3 separate regions of the Mus musculus genome follow, and regions 1 and 3 are each linked to region 2. The links are chromatin contacts, called in public promoter capture Hi-C maps. All regions are on one chromosome and are shown on one strand. The core of a region is the stretch at or near the end of the contact, and the rest is flanking DNA. Distances in the headings are between cores, read along the strand shown.

Region 1 (2,700 bases), core at 111-2,610, 1.2 Mb before region 2:
TTACCTCAGTGCTAGGATTCTAGGCATGTGCCCCCACCCGCAGGCTCTGGCTGCTGCTCTTACTGAGGACCTAGTACCCATAAGAAGGCTCACAGCAGTCATTCCAGTCTCTGGGGATCCGAAACTCTTTCTCCTGCCCCAGGCATGCATGCGGGGAAAACACTCATTTACAGCAAAATAAAAGTAAAAAGACATTTAAATGAAATAAAATACCAACTCAGGTTTCCCTTGTGGGAAGTAGGAGATGGCGTCTGACTGCCTGGCTCAAACTGCTCATCAAGTTAAGTGATAAAAACCAGTAAGTCACACACACCTAAAAAGCTTTAAAAGTGTTTGCCTTCAAGAAAACTAAAAAACACAAACATTTTTACAACCCAGGCGAGGAAAGTATCACATTTGTTAACGTACCCTGGGTTCAGTCTCCAAAAACCAACACAGCAGTGTAGTCTGTAATTCCAGCACTTGGGAGGTGGGAGGCATGAGGACCAAGAGTTCAAGGTCACCCTTAAGAACATAACAAGTTCGAGCCTAGCCAGGATTATACGGTCGCAAACCAATAACAAAAATAAATAAAGGGAAATATTAATCTCCTGTTTATTCAAAAATCTTCGTGCATTAACAGTCTTGCTATCTAAACAGATAAAAAATGATTTATAATATAAATAAATATAAATGCAGGATTGAGACAGGGCGGCTGCTGACCTGAGTGGCAGTGATGGGGGTGCAAGCGAGTTTCTTCACCCTGCAGCTTTTCTACCTCAGACTCCACTGTCGGGTGGACAGGTGTCCTTCGGTGACTAACCGAGAGCCCATGTGATCTGCTGAGGCGCTCTGCAGACAGCCTCGCGTGAGTGCACTGTCCAGGCTTTCCGGGGATGGGGTGGGGTGGAGAGGGCGTCTCCGTGAGTCCGGGGCAGTGGACACCCCATGTGCAAACGCCTACGATGGTGAGTGGTGGTGGGAGGGATTCGCCTTCCGTGTCTCTGAAGATGCTCCTGGGGTCAGGTGTGCCTCGTGAGCATCCGTCCCCGCCCCACGTGGATACCTGCCCTTCTCTGTTCTGACACACGGAGTGGGGGTACCGGCCCCCGAGAGTACCGGGAAGAAAGCAAAGCCAGAGGTCCACTCACCTGACACTTCAGGCCCGTCCGGGCTCCTCAAGCTCAGTTCTCCCTCCCTCTCAGTGTAGCCCAACAGCAAAACTTAACAGCACTTGCCAGTAACTGACAGGCTGCTAGGCCAATCACCGTGCAGCTTTTGGCCGCCGCTGGACGAATCGTTGTACGTCGAAGGTCCCATCCCAATGTCACTGTCCAGATACCGCTAGGTACTGTAGTCTTCCGCTTCCAAGCCCCACCCCCTTGAGAAGCTGCAGAGACTCCTGGGAGGTGTAGTACCACAGCGCCTTGCGTGCGCATTTCCGACGCCGTAAAAGAGCGGATGGCGAAGTTGGCTTTTACGACCTTCTAGAGGGCCTCTCATTGGCGCGATCCTCTGAAGTCTGCGCGGCTATGGAATATTAGAGCTCGCTGAACTTGACCCAGTTTTTATTTTTTATTTTCCAAATCAATGTAGTCTTAGAAGTCATATAACTTTGGAAAAGATGGCGGGAAGCCTGGTATTATTAGCCTGAAGGACTGGAGTTGGGTCGGGGTTAGATGGGTTCTTTGGGATAAGAACCTTTAAGGGAGTTGTACACACACACACACACACACACACACACACACACACACACACACACACACACGGGTCGGGGTTAGATGGGTTCTTTGGGATAAGAACCTTTAAGGGAGTTGTACACACACACACACAAACACACCCGGAGGAAACTACACACACACACACACACACGGAGGAATAAGAACCTTTAAGGGAGTTGTACACACAAACACACACACACACCCGGAGGAAACTACACACACACACACACACACACACACACACCCCCGGAGGAAATTTAGCACCGGAAGGACGATCGGTAGTTCAACATCAACCCAGAGTTCAAGGCCAGCCTAAGCTACGTGAGACCCTGACCTCTAAAACAAAAAGTTTATCTGAACTGAGATCTAAGTAATTTGCTGCAACTTCTTAATGTATCATTACTTACATGTTTTTAAATCAGTGGTTTATTTGTTACAGTTTAAGAGTTAATCTTAGCCAGGCGTGGTGGCGCACGCCTTTAATCCCAGCACTCAGGAGGCAGAGGCAGGAGGATTTCTGAGTTCGCGGCCAGCCTGATCTACAAAGTAAGTTTCAGGACAGCCAGGGCTATACATATATATATATAACCATATATATATATATAACCCTGTCTCAAAAAACCAAAAAAAAAAAAAGAGTTAATCTTTTTTAAAGATTTATTTATTTTATGTACATAAATGCACTGTAGTTGTCTTCAGACACACCAGAAGAGGGCATCGGATCCCATTACAGATGGTTGTGAACTATCATGTGGTTGTGGGAATTGAACTCAGAACCTTTGGAAAAGCCGTCATCTTTTTGTTGAGCCATCTCTCCAGCCCCTTTTTGTATTTTTTTTTTTTGGTTTTTCGAGACAGGGTTTCTCTGTGCAGCCCTGGCTGTCCTGGAACTCACTCTGAGTTCTGACCAGGCTGGCCTCGAACTCAGAAATCCACCTGCCTCTGCCTCCCGAGTGCTGGGATTAAAGGCGTGCGCCACCACGCCCGGCTTCCTTTTTGT
Region 2 (2,700 bases), core at 99-2,598:
CCGCAGCTTTAAAGGGGGAAAATGCAGACGTTGGATAAAAACAGCAAGAAATAGTCATTTTCATTAATAGGTCTCAAACAGCATGAAACAGCCATTACTATCTAAGCTTTACACAATCCTCTCTGCAGACCCCTCTTCAGCATCACTCCCAAAGCTGAGTAACTTCAGAGCAGTAGTACTCTTAACACCAGGAGTCTTTATGCTAACAAGGCTCAAAAAACCTACTCCATACCCCACGGGAGTTAGGGCGTGTCTCAGATTCCCGCAGACATTACCATTTTCTTAGGAAGAAACTGCTCCCTCTTCTTCTGGAGACTTGGGTGGGCTCTTGGACCGCGACCTAGACTTGGACTCTCGCTTCGACACGGGCGGAGGGCTTCTCGATCGCGACCTGGACCTTGACCTCGAGCGGGATCTGGAGACGGAGGAGGACTTGGACTTGGATCTTCGGGCAGATCTGGACTTGGAGGTTGATCTGGAGCGCGAGCGAGTGCGGGACCGAGACTTGGAGCGGCTGTAGCGGGAGCGGCTTCGCGACCTGGACCGACTCCGGCTTCGAGATCGGCTGCGCCGGCGTCGCCGAGGGCTGCGAGTGGGACGTGAACGAAGCGACAGGGTGAGCTTGCAGGCCGCCGGTCCCGCCCCGCCCGCCCCGCCGCCATTATCTGGCTGCCAGGCGCCATTTCCCTTGCCGCGAGGCGGGGTCTCGCACGGAGTGGCCCGGCCCTGCTGCCACCCCGGCCGCGAGGGAGGGGCTGGCTCCACGTGCTCCGCGTACCTTTGTGCCCGTCCGCCTCCCGCTCCGCCCCGGGCCCCGCTCACCTGCGGCTCCGCCGCCCGTAGCCGCCGCCGCCGTACCGACGGGGTGGCGGGCCCCGGCGGCTGTGGTGCGAGTCGGGCGGGCGGCCGTAGCGCGCCATCTGCACCCGCAGCTCGCGGCCGTCGAGCACCGCCCCGTCCATGGCGTCCATGGCGTCTTCGGCGTCGCGCTTGTCGTGGAACCGGACGAAGGCGAAGCCCCGGGACTCCTTGGTGTAGCGGTCCCGCGGAATGTACACGTCGCCGACGCGCCCGTATTTCTCGAAGACGCGCCTCAGGGTGTCGGGCGAGGTGCGGTAGGTCAGGTTGTCCACCTTGAGGGAGGTCATGCCCTCCACATCGGGAGGCGGGCGGCCGTAGCTCATGGCTGCGAAGCGGCGCCGAGACCCTAACGCCCCGGACAGGCCCTCGCTCTCCGGAAACGCAGCTCCGTCAGGCGCTCGGTAGCTACAGTCCTCGTGGGTAGGGAGGGAGCCGCAAGGCCGCCGCAGAGCACCCGAACCTGACGGACGCCTGAGCAGCAACTAAGCGAGCGGGCGGGCCCCAGCGCGCATTTATACCCACCCTTACAAAATGGCGCCCGCGCCACCCGGAAATGAATCTCCTGATTGGCCCATTCGGCCGTGTTGCGTAACGTCGCCGCCGCGCGCCCCGCCCCTCCCAGGTGCGCCTGCGCACCGCGCGGCGGGCGGGCGGAAAGCGCGCAGTCACTGCGGTGGGGCGGGGGAGCAGCCAGAGAAGGCAGTTAGAAAGCCCGCCAAATGCTCTACCGTGGGTGCGTCCGCGAGAGCGCGGGGAAGGGGAAGAACGAGGCTCTATGGAGGGAGAAAGAGGAAGCGCGCCCCACCAGAGCCCCGCCCCTTCCCCACGCCAATGCCCGGGCTCCACGCGCCGTTCCGCCCAGCCTTCAGTCCCGCCTGTCAGAGCCGGTTCTTGCGCTCTCTTTTGCCTCTCTGTGTCCCGGGGCCACCTCACGTTCCCCTCTCCCGCCGCTCCTGACTGAGGCTCGCTGCCTTGGTTTCACTTCTCGGGGCCTTTGCTCTCTACGAAGGGACGGGTAGTGTAGACCTAAAGTACGCGCTAGCCACAGCGTGCGGCCGTACCCTCCCCTCCCCCCACGGGGCGCCGGGACTACATTTCCCGGCGGGCGCTGCGACCAGACTCTGGTCAGCTGACCGGTCTCGTGATCTGCTGTGAGTCAGGCCGGGAGGGCGGGCCCCAGCAGCTGCTACTGCTCGTCCTTGCCCCGGATCCCGTTCCCTGCAACTGGAGTTGCGGCGGGTAGACCCCGGGTCTCCTCTGCACTCGGTCGCGTCCCCGGAGGGTCCCGACTGTACCGGTGGGGAGAGATTTCCCTTAAACCCACGATTCCCATCCCAAGATTGGAAATCGGCAGTCTGGCTTCGTGGTTCTCTCATCTGGTTTCTTCCCTCAGGGCTGTCAGGGGGTTCGACTGGAGGAGAAGAGGTGACTGTCCTGGGCCGCTGCTGGCCTCTGAGCAAGCGGAGCCAAAATGTCCCCGGAGTCTAAAAAGCTTTTCAACATCGTTATTTTAGGAGTTGCCTTTATGTTTATGTTCACCGCCTTTCAGACTTGTGGAAATGTGGCGGTGAGTTGGAATCTGTACTCCTTCCTTTGAATGCCCGTCTGAATGCATTCCAGCTGTGACAATAAACGTTTATGTCCGCTACCACGCCAAGATTGCACCTCCTGTTTTTCAGCCTACCCTTTCTCGTTTTCTTAATTTTGTGTATCAGATATTTCGCGTTTACGTGGTGTTAAACACTTTCGTTTAATACTCAGATGCGGCTTGCAATTTGAGTATGGACCATAGTTACTTTAATTTTTGTGAATGTTAAACTCTGTATTTAGTGCTTGGGT
Region 3 (2,700 bases), core at 84-2,583, 1.7 Mb before region 2:
GACTCTAGGGCCTGCCAAGTTAATGATCAGTATTAACCATCACGGAACCCCTATTCCAGTATGGCCCAGTTCTAACCTACATCTCTAATGTTCCTGTTGCCAAGGAAGGCCACACACATTTTGGGTACCAGTGCCTAGGACTTCAGCATATCTCTTGGGGGACACGATGTACCCCCACAACATTAGTTTTCAGTGGACGGTGAGCAAGGGGCAAGCCACTACCCCTCTCCAATTCCCACCTCGACAAAGTCACCTCCATCCAGGCTCCGGGATCTCCTCTCAGCTGTCATGAAATAGTTCCTGCTGATGTACACAGCCATTTCCCAAGTCATAGTCACCCCAAAGCCAGCCCTCACTGCCCTCACCTAAAAAGTTGAGGGGCCCAACCCCCTTCCTACACCCCGCATCCAGTCCCCGCATCCTGTTCCTTTCTATACAGCGTTGAGATGTTGAAAAGTTGGCCCACAAGCTACTGAACCCTGGTATGTGCAACCCCAGATTCTCCATATCCCCCGTCATCCGGAGCTGCAGGGTTCCTGGGCTGTACTAGAAACAGCTCAAAACGACCCACGACTTCATGAATTCCTGTGGCACCCACTCGGTGGCTAGGCCTAGGCCTTCCCTGAATAATGTTGGCCCTATCTTGTCCCCTTGGAAAGATGGGCTTCAAGAGCTCACCTTCCCGTGGTGGGAGGACATCAGGGGCTTAGACTAACAAATGAGGGAGAAACATGGCAAAGAGCTCCAAGTGTTAGCACCACCCAGGAGCTCCCCAGATGGTCAGTGCGCTCCAAGGTGAGTGTCGGTGAAAAAGTAGGCTCAGATGAGCTGAGGTCTATCAGAACCGCTTGGGTGCTAGTCTCAGAATGCAACTTCCTGTCCAACATTGTTCAGGGACGTCCCCAGCTTCTTGCCTGCAGGTAAGTACCGGACTGTCAACTGGCTGGAGCTCGGGCGCGCCCTGCTGGCCACTGCATTGCCGCAGTAGGAAACCAAGCCCCACACCTTCCGCAGCTAGCTGGGTCTCCCGGGTCCGCAGCCTCGATGGCAATCTAACTTCACCACTGCGACCTTAATGGGCTGGTCCTGTAGCAGGACTCATTCCGTGCTGTAAGAGCACTAAACTAGGCTAATGTCTCTCAGGGGGACTGCCACTCCCTAGGGTGTGCATTCTGCGAGTCTCAGACGTCCTGGCTGGCGTCGTCGAGGGGATGGCGGGACGGAGGGAGGAGTCTATCAGGGTCCGAGCCGGTTGGTGGATGGGGAGGGAGGAGTGGGCGGAGCCTAGGGCAGGGCGGTTCCTCGCTCTCCCTCGCTTGCTTCGAGCCGGGCTCACCTCTGACTGTCCGGGGACATGACTGGCACACCAGGAGCTGCTACCGCTGGGGATGGCGAGGCCCCTGAGCGCTCCCCGCCCTTCAGCCCGAACTACGATCTCACCGGCAAGGTGGGTGGGCTCTGCGCTCAGTGCTGGGGACCCCCCAGGCCGGCACTTAGGGACATCCCTCCCGATGTCCTTTGCCTTAGGACCCTGTCCTTCCCTGTCTACACCCCTCTTCTGGAAGTGTCAGCTGGGTCTCTGGTCTGGGGCATAACCCCTGGGCTCATCCCAGTCTCTAGGGTTCTAGGCTGACCTCGGAGGGCATGGGGTAAGGCAGATCTGAAAGACTAAGACTCCCCCACCCTAGGAACAAAAACCCAGTTCCTTCTGCCACACTTTGGAATACTGGGAGACAGGGACTCTCTGAAGACACAGACAGGGCATCCCCGCCTTCAGAGGCATCTCAAGGTTAATGCCCTTTTTGAGCTAAGCCTCAAAAAGTGACACCTGTCACAGGCGTGCAGTGCTTTGGGTCCCCACTCAGCGGTACATCCCACCCTTCCCCTCCCCACTGCCTCCAGACATAGACTCACAGCTCCTTCCCAACACCCCAGGCTGCATGTAGCCAGCCTACAAGTCCACTTGGGAATTTTCAGAAGCTGAGAAAGAACATGGCAATTAGTGACCATGGCCCACTCTCCCCCTCCCCCCGCCCGGCCCCCCGACGACCTTAAAGGCAACTCTCTGGGGTGCATACATTCTGCAGGAATGCCCTGAATAAAAGGATGTCTGTCACCACCTCTCTTATTGGTGTCCTTGGCTTAAGCAAGTACATGGAACTCTAAAAAGAGATGCTGAGCCAGCCAGCCTCTTGCACTATTTTTCTACAGGGTTTAGGAGAGAGAAGTAAGAGCTATGCCAGGTAGAAGTGATGCCTGGTCTTGAAGGGTACCTGCCTCTTTCAGGGTCTTGGTTCCTCTCAAACACCAGATCTCACTCTCACTAGGAGCTTCACATCTCCACCCCCTAGGGTTTCAGGGGAAGCCAGTCAGCCAGCCTACCCACCCAGAGACGTTGAGATAGGCGTCCTGTGTGGGCTTGTGGCAGGAAATGGGGCTCTAAGTCCTCAGGGGAGGGGAGTTGCTGATGGCCAGCCCCCACCCCCAGGCTGATGGGGATCTCCTGACCTCCTAGCCCTGCAGGACAACTGAGCTGTTTACCTAGGAGGTGGCAAGGCTGAGCAGCTGTTTGTGTTTGGTGGACTTGATGGGCTGGGTGACCGGCTGCATCATTTGCTCAAGGCAGCTGTGATCTGTAAAGTACACAAATACCGGTATTCGCCTGCCTCCCTCCCTCCCTCCCCCTGTATGGCTGGGGCC

The links. Promoter capture Hi-C pulls out the DNA fragments that hold promoters and counts their contacts.
Region 1: a promoter capture Hi-C map of pre-B cells shows a contact between it and region 2, with 3 times the contacts expected there. The contact joins the promoter of Slc25a19 here to the promoter of Srsf2 in region 2. A contact is called at or near these places in 2 of 39 promoter capture datasets (erythroid cells and pre-B cells).
Region 3: a contact with region 2 is called in a promoter capture Hi-C map of pre-B cells, with 5 times the contacts expected there. The contact joins the promoter of Rab37 here to the promoter of Srsf2 in region 2. A contact is called at or near these places in 3 of 39 promoter capture datasets (liver and pre-B cells), 1 of 484 Hi-C or Micro-C datasets (CD8 T cells) and 1 of 9 other capture datasets (liver).

What each region holds. Positions count from the first base shown.
Region 1 is chr11:115,626,935-115,629,634 of GRCm38.p6, forward strand. Slc25a19 (solute carrier family 25 (mitochondrial thiamine pyrophosphate carrier), member 19) reads right to left here and starts at 1,361. Exons shown (of 7, transcript NM_026071.3): 1 at 1,131-1,361.
Region 2 is chr11:116,851,746-116,854,445 of GRCm38.p6, forward strand. It overlaps Srsf2 (serine and arginine-rich splicing factor 2), which reads right to left and starts at 1,349. Exons shown (of 3, transcript NM_011358.2): 1 at 823-1,349; 2 at 276-586. The coding sequence starts at 1,184. The coding sequence ends at 283. Mfsd11 (major facilitator superfamily domain containing 11) reads left to right here and starts at 2,255. Exons shown (of 13, transcript NM_178620.4): 1 at 2,255-2,428. The coding sequence starts at 2,333.
Region 3 is chr11:115,152,845-115,155,544 of GRCm38.p6, forward strand. It overlaps Rab37 (RAB37, member RAS oncogene family), which reads left to right and starts at 1,334. Exons shown (of 9, transcript NM_021411.4): 1 at 1,334-1,447. The coding sequence starts at 1,355.